Regions from separate parts of the Triticum aestivum genome. Here region 1 is linked to region 2. A link is a contact called in public Hi-C data. All regions are on one chromosome and are shown on one strand. The core of a region is the stretch at or near the end of the contact, and the rest is flanking DNA. Distances in the headings are between cores, read along the strand shown.

What was found. Hi-C and Micro-C count contacts between places; a contact is called where the count stands out from the background.
Region 1: a Hi-C map of leaf shows a contact between it and region 2, with 3 times the contacts expected there. The contact joins the enhancer-like site here to the promoter of LOC123121557 in region 2. A contact is called at or near these places in 3 of 5 Hi-C or Micro-C datasets (all in leaf) and 1 of 1 datasets of contacts at active chromatin or transcription factors (leaf).

Annotation. Positions count from the first base shown.
Region 1 is chr5D:333,077,478-333,080,238 of IWGSC CS RefSeq v2.1, forward strand. No RefSeq gene overlaps it. Among protein-coding and RNA genes, the nearest start is that of LOC123121558, 7.7 kb to the left of the region's middle. Within about 2 kb of position 1,349, at least 7 of the 8 cell types and tissues checked have an H3K27ac peak or open chromatin away from gene starts, as enhancers often do. A contact at or near this core is called in leaf, where this site is marked.
Region 2 is chr5D:332,840,192-332,843,142 of IWGSC CS RefSeq v2.1, forward strand. It overlaps LOC123121557 (dormancy-associated protein homolog 3), which reads right to left and starts at 1,294. Exons shown (of 4, transcript XM_044541567.1): 1 at 1,144-1,294; 2 at 697-1,001; 3 at 495-609; 4 at 1-348. The coding sequence starts at 976. The coding sequence ends at 321.

The DNA of each region.
Region 1 (2,761 bases), core at 99-2,598, 240 kb after region 2:
AGAGGTAAAAGCCTACGTCCTGCTTCTAGTTGTATTGCTTGGGTTTCGATTACAATGGAGCAAAATACGCTTGACCTAGCTATCGACTTGTTGTTTCTTGGTTCAACCCGCCGTCGAGTCTCGCCTTTATATACCCAGGTCAAGATCCGAAACTTACAAGAGTCCGAGCCGGATCACACAGCGTAACCGGCCTGGTTTCTAAATTGTTTTGCCTTAACAGGCAAGCTATCATATGGCGGTTCATACTTCCGGGTCTTGGGCCACCATCAGACCCGCCTCTATGAGCCGCCGTCTTCTTACTTCATCTTCTTAGGCCTCTTGGGCCTTCTTCATATTAAGTCGCCAACGGTGTAAACCGGCCTCTCCTGGGCGGGTCACACCTTGGGGTTATATCCCCAACAAAAAAAAGTATCAACATTTACAAGGCCAAAGGAATATCTTCAGATTCATTATGGAATGTAGTTTCATATTATGTATATTTGTATTGTAGATATTGATATTTTTTTACACAACATTTTTTTTTTCGAGAGTACGCCAATGCGTGCCTTATCTTTATAGAAGAAAGTAAGGACAATGTACAAGAAACTGGCAAACAGATGCGAACATGCACTGCCAGCAACGACCTTTTACAACCAACAAAGAAAATAAAGCCTACTCTCTCACAAATCTAAATAAACCTCCGACTCCTACTCCGGCCGTCCTTCTCTCCTTAACCTCACTCAAGATCGTGTCAACCAACTCTAAGGGCGACTTTTGTTGTCTGACCTTGTTGAAGACGCATGCGTTCCTTTGCTTCCATAACGACCAAGCAACCGCGATGACAAAGGGTATTGAACTCACGATTTGTTGGCCCTATGAAAATGGCCTCTTATATGCAAACTAAAAAAACCGAAGGAAGTATTGTGTATTGATCTGTACATGGTCCTCAGCCCTTTGAGCCCAGTTGCCTAGGGTTTGTTCAGGTGCACAGTCCGACCGACACGGAGCCCTTGGTGTGTGTGAACCCTATCACCCACAGGCTGGCTATACGGAGCGCATGCAAGAACACGCGGTAGCATTTTCTGGGGTTTCGTCCTTGCAACGCCAAAAAAAAACGAGAGCTTTCTTACCGATAAATGGTCACCCGAGCCGTAGCAAAGCCGAGCCACGATCGGCTTGCGATCCCTGATGCAACGAGCCGTCCGCAGACGCGCCGGTAAAAAGAGTGTGGGGCCGAAGACGTTCGATCCGGCGGGCCCACCGCAAGTGGGACCGACTACGTCGTCTGTTTCCACGGAGATGATAAGATCCAGTGCGTAAAAGCCAACCGCGGCACGCCACGTAGTGGGGCCTACGTGTTGTTGCGAGCGCAGTTCGGATTAGATTATGGACGATCTAATGGCGCTTTTGATCATTCTTTGGATGCGGACGAGCCAGGGGCCCGATGAGATGGGGCTAAAGTACAATTTTCTACGCTGGGCACATGGGCGTGGAAAATTCTAGAAAGCGACGCAGTAGATGGTTTGTTAATTAATTAAGCTCATGGAGCCCGACATTTTCTGAATTTTTGTTTGGTCCGTGCATGGAACTGGGGAGTGACAAGAGTCGTGCATGAAAATGAATTACTATTACTCTCTAGGGCATCTTCAACGGATCCGCATACTTAGCTCCTGCATCCGTGTGCAATAAGCGACCTATCCACGAACAAAGATGCGGAAACCAGCCATCTAAGGCTAGCCGCATATAATTCAAAACGAATTTAAATATACTAAACGTAGTTCATGCAAATTGACTGATTTCATATACACCAGAACACATTCACTACAATTCCGATATATTTCACTAAAAAAGAGCGATCGGACCTAAATCTATCCTACGACTGACGTCCGTCGTCCACTTCCTTTGTTTCGTATCAGCGACCACGTCCTGCAATTACCGTCTCCATGAGCGCCCGTGGGGGTTCAAGACACGTAAAGTGAAGGTGCGGTCTCCTACGAGGAAGAGTAGGACATGGGAGACAGACCGGCCCACTTGGGACACAATGCCCTGCCGCCTCCTCGAAAGAGTCTGTGACCTATCCGTCGACGGTGCCAGTGGATGTGAGGTCGATGTAGATTTGGCCCTCCGCCAGCCAGTGTTGCTCGAGGAGAAATATGGTGTACCGCAGCTCCTCCTGCGCCTGGCGGAACGTCAACATAGGAGCCACCGCAGCCTGCTCCTCTCTGTCATGACGGCGTCGAAGTGCGCCTGCGCCTGCTCCATGGTCAAGTTGGCAAGCACAGGTGCGGGGTCCAGCGTAGTGTTGTCGTCCGAGTCCCTCTCCATCGTGGGATCATCATCAGAGACCTTGGGCGAGCTAATCAGCATGTCGTGCTTGATCTGCCAGGCGGCTGCAAGAGCGGCCATCTCGTGCTTCTACTTCAATAACAAGCTCTCTTACAAAGCGCTAGAGCTTGCGGTCATGATGGATGTGGTGCAAGGGAGGACGATGTGGAGCGGATGTGGTGTGGTGTGGAGTTAGCCGGGTCTGGCCGCCTTTAAATAGCGGATTCTGGTGAGGCCAAGCATCCGGGTGCGTCAATGCGTGGCGCCGGAGTTGGTTCCTCGAACGGCGAGCTTGCTTAATAGTGGCATACATATGGACGGACATTGAACGATCGTGGTAGATATCCATCTCGCCCTTCCAGTAAACTTCTCCCCGACATCGAACAGGAGCGGGCACCGGAGACGCGTCGTGGGCGGCGCTCTCGGCCGGCGCACCGCTTCAGTGACATCGTCAGTG
Region 2 (2,951 bases), core at 44-2,543:
TGCATCTACTGGTAGGATTTACACACACACACACACTTCACATCGGTCTCATTCGCCTCAGGTCGTTGCACGTCGCCGGTTGCCTACTACCAAAGTTTTCCTTGAGCTACCACTCGGATCCATCTAGCACATCCTTTGCTACGAAAACTCGCACCATCTCACGTGGAGTGGATGTTTACAGCGGAAGTAGTACTAGTACGTACATAACTGATACAGTAACATATACTGGGACAGGGTTCCATCTTCCGGTCAAGTTTGCAGCTACTCTCCTTGTGCTCGTGCGCTTCTCCGTCTTGGTGGATCTTCTTCTTTTTTCACGGTTAGCGGTCGAGCGAACTGATCACCACCCTGCAAGAGACAAGGTTCAGAGGCATCAGATTTATGGCTACTGTACTAGATAGAGTCATGGTGGTTGGATCTAGCATTTGGGTTCGTGATGTGGTGCGCTCGAAAACAAGAGGGGATATTCGGTTTGAACTTTGAAGCCAACGCACCAGTCGAAGACGGTGGGGCTCCTGGGGGTGCCGGGGCTGGCCTCCATGCCGTCGGCGGCCATCCTGCCTTTGCGGCGCAGCTTACTCCAACCACTCTCTCCCCTGGGTGTCGTTGCTGCAGTCACAAGCAAGCATGTCAGCCACATCACGCCGGCCTCGTCGTACGAGATAAAAAATAGGAGGCAAAGGTGTGATAAGATACCTGTGCTGAAGGGGGAGTCGGGGACGCTGGCCGGGGACGAGGGCGCGGAGCCGGAGCCGGACTCGCCGCGCGGCGACGTCACGGACAGAGCCGGCGGGCGGAGGATGGTGATGCTCCGCGTCACCGCCGGCGCCGCCACGTCGGCCGACGGCACGGCAGCGGTCGTGCCGGCCGCCGAGGAGGACGGGGAGAAGGAGGCGTACTTGCGGAGCCTGCCGAGGCCGTGGTCCGGCCGCGGCCCGGCCACCGTGTCGTCCCACAGCTGGTCAAGAAGCCCCATGGAGCGCACGACGATCCGATCAAACCTGCGCGTTGCACGTACGTGGTAGATCAGGAGCCACGTTCATACAATCATGATCATCTCCTCTTCTTCCTCCGGTTAATCTGTTCTTGCCTCGCGTGTTCTTGGCCGAGAGGGAGGGGCAAGGGGATGGAACTGATTATTACCTTTGGTGTCGAAGGGTGTGTGTGGCGCAGGCGCAGGCGCAGGCGCAGTGGATCCTCCTTCGTTCCTTCCTTCTTTGTTGGAGGGAGGGAGCGGGTGGAGTTTTATAGATGAGGCCGAGGGGTGGTGGGGAGGGGACGTAGGCGAGATATTTGGGGGGCGTACGCAACTCTGGGATCGCCCATCTTTCTGTTTCCGGGCTCCGCCTTGCGCGGTCGGCTCGGCTCCTGCGGTCCAGCGTAGCCGACGCAGTTTTTAGCCGTCCGGGATTAGGAAATGGATAGAGTGGGAGTGGATAAAATGGGAGGTGTGGTGTTATTTTCGGGGTCTTCGTCGGTAATTGCGGGTGATGAGTCAAACAAACCGGATAGGGTTGTTATATCGGATAAAAGTAGTTTGGGATGCGGATTCCCGCTAGTGTCGGAGTACTGAATCGGCTCAACCTGCAAAATGGATTTTTTTTTCTTTGAGGATCTGCAAAATGGATCTTGAGGTGTCAAGGACATGATAATGATGTCATCTATATCTACACCAATATAAAAAGACCCAAAAGAGCAGATTCAATTAATCTCGTCCATTAAATCATGTCGATCCAATGACCTAGACCGCTTCAATGTCGAGCGCTCAACACGTTTAGCGTGCATTTAATTTCATGCTAAATATAGTGCTAATCACATAATAACACGCAAATAATATCCTACTTAATATCCGCATGCACTAGTAAAACTATTCATCACCCAGGATGCAGAATAAGTTATTCTTCACCCGAGATAATCTTACGGTCGCTTCATAAACAAATTACGTTCGGAATACAAATAGTTACATTCATATTGATTCACTATGTAAAATTTGGTATAAGAAAACAAAAAAAAAAGTTATAAGATCAGAAATATCACATTTTATGTATGTTTTACACTATGTTTTTACGTTCGTAATTTTACGTAACATAAAATATTTTTTACGGCGAGTATATATTTTCTTACGTTCTTTTTTTAGTATGAAATAAGAAGAAATTTACGAAACCTAAAAATACGGTGCAGTGATGTCAAAATAGAGAGGGGTGAAGAATAACTATTCCTCACCCAGGGTGACGAATAGCGTGACCCATGCACTTAATATACTTTCAAATTAACATGCATTACACGTACACGTTGACTAGTCTAGTAAATGTGACATACTCAGAAAACCTAAAAAAAATGTCTTCTTTTAAGGACTCAATAGTTGGCAACATTTTTGCTTGCGGTTTCTTTAGAACCCGTTGCATTTTCTTCCGAGAAGCATGGCAGCATATGAGAAGATGGAAATTTTGAGGCAAAAACGAGCAGAAATTGTCATCATTTGATACCGTGTTGCAACTAAAACGGGGCGTTTGTGTATATATATATATATATATATATATATATATATATATATATATATATATATATATATATATCTTGTTACTACAGATAAGGCTAAGATATAATTCATGATACATTTGCTTATTACCAGCTCTAAATTACGTGGCAAAGCTAAGATAAGTGGATTTTTTTTGGTCCTTGCCATTACCGAACTTGATATTCGGATCACCCCCTCCCCCTCAAACTTTCCTATTTTAGTCTGTACCACTAGCTTTGCAAAGAAATAATGTGTATGTCCTTACGCGTCGTCTTCGCCAATTGCCTCCAGGTTGATTTTACTTTGCTCTATTTCCTTCCATATGGGACCACTACGCAGCGTCAACCGCAATGTTGAGGAGTGTTAGAGGAAGAAGAGATTCAACACACTTGCATTAGCTCAGAGGCTGGGTTTGTATACAGTTACATGACCG